Linked DNA regions of Mus musculus: region 1 is linked to region 2. The links are chromatin contacts, called in public HiCAR-type maps. All regions are on one chromosome and are shown on one strand. Each heading gives the region's core, a stretch centred on a gene start, on an enhancer-like site or on the middle of the called end of the contact. The rest is flanking DNA. Distances are from core to core; before and after follow the strand shown.

The links. HiCAR-type assays count read pairs that join an accessible place to other places.
Region 1: a contact with region 2 is called in a HiCAR-type map of astrocytes, with 4 times the contacts expected there. The contact joins the enhancer-like site here to the promoter of Fxr1 in region 2. A contact is called at or near these places in 3 of 39 promoter capture datasets (hippocampal neurons and liver) and 2 of 115 datasets of contacts at active chromatin or transcription factors (astrocytes and embryonic stem cells).

What each region holds. Positions count from the first base shown.
Region 1 is chr3:35,100,700-35,103,399 of GRCm38.p6, reverse strand. No RefSeq gene overlaps it. Among named protein-coding and RNA genes, the nearest start is that of Gm35255, 150 kb to the right of the region's middle. Within about 2 kb of position 1,374, at least 25 of the 459 cell types and tissues checked have an H3K27ac peak or open chromatin away from gene starts, as enhancers often do. A contact at or near this core is called in astrocytes, where this site is marked.
Region 2 is chr3:34,018,744-34,021,443 of GRCm38.p6, reverse strand. It overlaps Fxr1 (fragile X mental retardation gene 1, autosomal homolog), which reads right to left and starts at 1,365. Exons shown (of 17, transcript NM_001113188.1): 1 at 1,281-1,365. The coding sequence starts at 1,331.

The DNA.
Region 1 (2,700 bases), core at 125-2,624, 1.1 Mb before region 2:
CAAAGGACCACAACTGTCTCATGCTTAACTTGCGGGCATACACTGTCTTGTTTGCATTTTCAACTCTTTCTCTTCTTCTCTCTCTCTCTCACACACATTGTATAAAAAAGCCCCAGTGAGCTTACGCATGCCTCCCTTAAACACTGGAGCACAAACTAACACCACCACAAAATTAGCAAACACAGACAATTGTGAATTACATTGCTCCTGGCACAGGCCACGGAGTTATGTGAAATCTGCATTGAATTTTTGGTTGTCAACATCAGTATAAGAGTACATTAACATAGGATATCAAAAAATATGTCTCTGCTGGGCCACCCTGGGGCGAAACCTGTGGTTGCTCTGCATTGGTCTCTGGGTGGTACCAGCTTCTTCACCCTCTGTGGTAAATCTTTTGGTCAGCCCAAGTCGCAAGAAAATGCAGAGTCAGGAAACAGACTAATTAAAGAAAATTCCCCAAGGACAACCCAATGACAGAGCCTGAGAAGGAATTAGTCCCGAAGCCTGCTTTTCAATTCGTGTATAAGTTTCATACATTAAGAAGCCTGACGATCGTTTTGAACACACGATTTAGGCAAACAATAAATAGAACATTTCTTGTGGGAAGGAAATAAGGTATTTCAAAGTCAGAAGGGAGAGAGCACAGTTTGCCAAGTGTAGAACCCCACAGAGTCCTCTGGCCTGGAGTTTCAAACTGATCCAAACCCTTTGGGGGTTTGAATTTCTTTGCTGTTGGCAAAACACAATTCCTGCTTCAAAGAGAACCGGCATTATGAAGGCCTGTTACAGAAGCCTCAGAAGACTTCTGGGGCACCAAATCACTCTTACAAAACACCATTTTGATGAGTTTAGTACAGATTAATGAAAAACATATGGATTAAATTTTTCTTTAAAATTACATTGGTTCATCACATGAGCAGAAGGGGCTGTAAAAAGGCATCCCAGCCTTACAGAGCTCTGGACACTTTAGCCGTGGTTTCGGGCGCTTCTCAGGCAGATACGGCTCCCCGGCATTGTGGTCCATAGAGGACGTGGAATCCGTCCCTCTGCCTTGGGCTTGGCAAACACCAGTGGGTAGTCTGAGCAGAACTTCAGGTTTCTTCCGCAAGGGTGAAAAACCAACTCGTGTGGCCTGGCAGTTTGTATTGTCTGATCGAGAGGCAATGCCTCTCAAGTAGTTGAGAACTTCTCCAAAAACGCATGACAACAGCTAATTATTCATTCTTTTCTGAGGGCCCCAGAAGGACAATATATCTGTTACCAAGCCTGGAGTGGCCATGGAAGCAGGGAACACCTCCTACTACAGCAGTTATCGAAGCACCCTCCCTACCAATCACCAAACCCAAAAACTAAACTGAGCCTTAAACAGATGGTGACTGACCAACCAGCAACCAGAGAGAGTCCAGACAGTGACAGAAACCAACTGGACCAGGCAGCTCTGCTGTCTGTGCCTTTTCCTAATGTAAGGAATGATTCAGAAACCAAGCAAACTAAACAAAAGGCCAAAGTTGGAATGTAAAGTGGCTCTCACAAGGCATGAAATGAGATGAGCCACCACCACCACCACCACCACCACCACCCCCCCCCACCCTTGCAGGAAGTACCTCTACTTTTGGAACAGTGTGAGTATTAGGTAGGCAGGTAGGAATTTTTAATTCTTAAAAGTGTTAAACAATCATTTGCAGTATAACTGGCAAATTTAGGAAGTGTTCCCTTTAGAAAAATTTCTAATCAATTCTGTCATTTCATACAACTAAGTGAGAGTGTTTTCCTCGGGAGTGTGGTCTGTAGCCAAAGCTGCCCTGCAGTGGACAGGTCCCGCTTGCTCTCAACCATGTGTTGGATTTAACTCTGCACAAGCAGAGGAGGCTGCTCCTTAAGGCAGGGCAGGGCGTGTCCCTGACGTGCACGATTTTCATTCCAGCCAGTGAGGTCCCAGGACTTCACCCCACACTGTCCCTGTCAAATCTCCCATGTTTCTATTCCTGCCAATAGTTATCTCAACTCGGGCTGGACTTCAGGACAGGCCACATCACATCGTATTTGCGAGGTGAAGGATAAGGGGATAAATGCCATGTAAGGGACTTGTTAGTTTGAAAGCTTAAGTGATGGTTCTTGATAGGAAATACTTTCTCTGGAAAGAAGCACAGCTAACTATCTCACCAGGGAATGGGCCCCTACGTGAGGAAAAGAAGGCATACGAAAAGCTTTGACATCTATTTCTTTTCTCCTTTATTGTCCAGTGATGCTAGACCTGGCATCAGGGCTGACATTACTTAAGTAGGAGAGATGACCGCACTGCTACAAGGCTTTGCTCTGTCTGCCCTAGGTAAGAGAGACACGCTTCATGTACCATGTGTTGTAGACATTGTCTCTATGTTTCTAGAAATACTGCATAGCTCCTTGAAAGAGTCCCCAAAAGACAGAAGTAGGGGACACACTCCACCTGCCTCCTGTTGCTCTACAGACACTGAGGAAAAAAAATACAAACAGGACGTTACTGAAGAGCCAGTCTTACCAACGTATCCGAAATTCCAAGTCAGATAATCACAAGGGGAGAGTCCGGCGACACACAACAGCATGCGTTGGCTATCTACCGAAGCCTTTGAAATGAACTAAACGCTGCCGTTAACTTTTGTCAGAGAGGAAAATCAAAACAAAACAGAAAATCAAATGGGAAACACTGTTATTAGCATTAGA
Region 2 (2,700 bases), core at 116-2,615:
AAACAAAATTTAAAAAAGTATACTTATCATTCTTTGTCAATGAGCTACTGCCTATATTATTACCACGTGACAAATCACCTCCATACAGCTAATAAGCAAGCTAGAAAGGGAAAAGCAAAACACTGAAAAATTAGGAAATCGTTAATACCAAATAAAATCCTCTGGAATAAAGGAGCCATTGAAATGAAAACCTGTGAGAAACCATTTTAAGTACATACAATACTCATGTACTAGAAGAGAGCCTTCATAAAAATAGCCAAGACTCTCAAACATCTGAGATGCTGGCTTGGAGAATGACTGACAGACAACAGCTGAGAAGGTTTTGTGTTGATTTGTTAAGATTCTCGCACACTTTGGGGAGAAAAAAAAATAAGGAGAAGGGGCCGTTACTATGGAAAAACTGTTCAGCCTTCGTGTTCTGCTTGGTGCCCCCTCCCCCTTTTCCAATAGAAGCAAGCGCCTTACAAATTCCTCCACTCTAGAATCCTCCCTCTGTCTCCGAGGCCAGCCTCCACGGCAATGCATGGCCTCTTCTCAAAGGAAACAAAAAGAACCTCGTGGAAGAGGACTTAAAAAGCAAAAACAAAAAACAAAAAACCCACCTTCCCAGGGGCTGGGAAGACACGCGTCCCTCCCACCTGCCGCCTGGCCTCGGGTCACCTTTGAACCCTTCCTTCGGAATTCGCATTTCTCCCGGGCCGAGGGGCGAAGGGGCCGCCCGCTCCCCAGGCCGCGGCCACCAGGGCCCGCCGCCCGTCCGGGTTTCCACGCGGGCGGGCGGGCGCCGTGGGTTCGCAGGGCCCCCGGGGCAGCACAAGCCGGGGTAGGCCGGGGAGTCAGCCATTCATGCCGCGGGCGGGAGGGCGGGCGGGCGGAGAGGAGCCTGGCGGGCCCGGCCGCCGCCGCGGGGTCGCAGTGAGCTGCCCGCCTCAGTCCGTCCCTCAGTCCGCCCGTCCGCGCCCCCCACCCCGCCAGGCCTCGGCGGCGCGCCCGCACCACAGCCCGCCGCTCCAGCCCGCCCGCCCGCCCGCGTCCCGGAGGCCTCGACCCAGGACGCTCCGGGACAGGAGGCAAGCCAGCACCCGCCGCCTTGTTTCCAAACATAACGGAGCCTGGGCCCCGAGACCGTTAAACCGCGCCGAGGGCAGAGGCCAGCAGCACGGCCCAGCTGCCTCCCCCGCCACCACCTGACACCTCTCCTCGGCCCCCGGGGTCCCCGGCGCCCCTTGACCCCGCTCCCAGTGCCCAGCTCCCATCCCCGGCCGCCCCGCGGCCCGTACCTTGTAGAAAGCCCCGTTGGAGCCGCGAACCTCCACCGTCAGCTCCGCCATGTTGGAACCGCAAAGGCTGCTGGGAAGAGATTCTAGAAACTTTCCAACGCGAGGGGAGGAGGGGGGAGGGGCGAGCGTCGCGGGGGAGGGGCGGGCGGGCGGGAGGGCGGGACGCTCCCGGCCCGCTCCCGGGCTCTCCGCTAGCGGCGCCGCTCTGCGCGGGTCCTTGGGCGGCTACCCAGCGGCAGGCCGGTCCGCCCACGCCCACGCCCGCGCGGCCCGCCTCGCGCACAATGAGTGAGGCGGACCCGCCCGGCGCGCCACCCTCGCCCCAGGATCCGCGCGGCCGGCGACGCTCCCTACGGGCTCTTCCCGTCAGGAAGCGCGGCCTGGCGGGCGCTCGGGCTCGGCCAGAGCGCATGGCCGGCCGACACTCTCAGGTTTGCCCTCATGGAGCCTTCCCTCTGGAGCCTCGGGCCGTCCCCTTGAAGAGCCTTTCCCAGGACGAACCCGGGACTCGGGGCTTCCCCCGAGCCTCACGCAGTTCTCAGGCCTCGCCTCGCGCGAAGGCAGCTCACTCACCTGTCACCGACCGAGCACGGTTACCTTAATACGTTATTAAAGGCTCGGGAAACCTAGGCTAATTTTGTGGGGGGATCCTGTTTGAGACACAGTTCTCTACCCCTGGGTGGCCTTGAACCCACAGAACTGCTTCTGCCTCTGGCCATCGGAGTGCTGGCATTACTTTTAAAAAATTTTAAACAATGGGAAAGTGTATTCCTCCCACCCCTGATAGGTTACACGTGGGAAGTTTTGCAAAGAGGATCCAAGAACCTATTGGGTTTTGTGTTGTGTGACTTTACCAGAAACGCCACCAGTTCTAGAAGCTTTGTGGCACTCATACTTAGTTTGATAAGTTAATGCCAACTTCTGAAAGCAAGGCTTTTGGAAATAGTACTTAAAAGAATTCATTTGTATGTGCATCTTTACATAACTTTTCAGCGACGCATGATGTATTTGTCTTTCCTTTATTTGGAGCTCAAATTGACCACCCTGCCTCCCACCTCCAGGTGCCAGTTGGGCTAACAGGCTCAGTTCCCCCACGGTTACCTGTTACTCTGAGACAAGTCTCACTAAGCAGTCCAAGATGGCCTTCGATTTACCTCCCATTCTCTTGTCTTAGCCTCCAGAGTGCTGGCTTTACTGGTGTGAGCTCCTGGCCCCTAGCAACCTGGTTTGTATAAAGTACATTTTCTTTATACAAGATTAGCCCTTTTAAAAATGTACAGTTCAGCGTCTATCACCAGGATCAGTATAAAACATTTTCATCACAAACAACAATAAATAAGTAAAAATAAAAAGCACTTGTGCTTGTTGCTGTTCCCCAATTCTCCTGAATTCCCTGGATTCTAGGAAACTGCCCATGTGT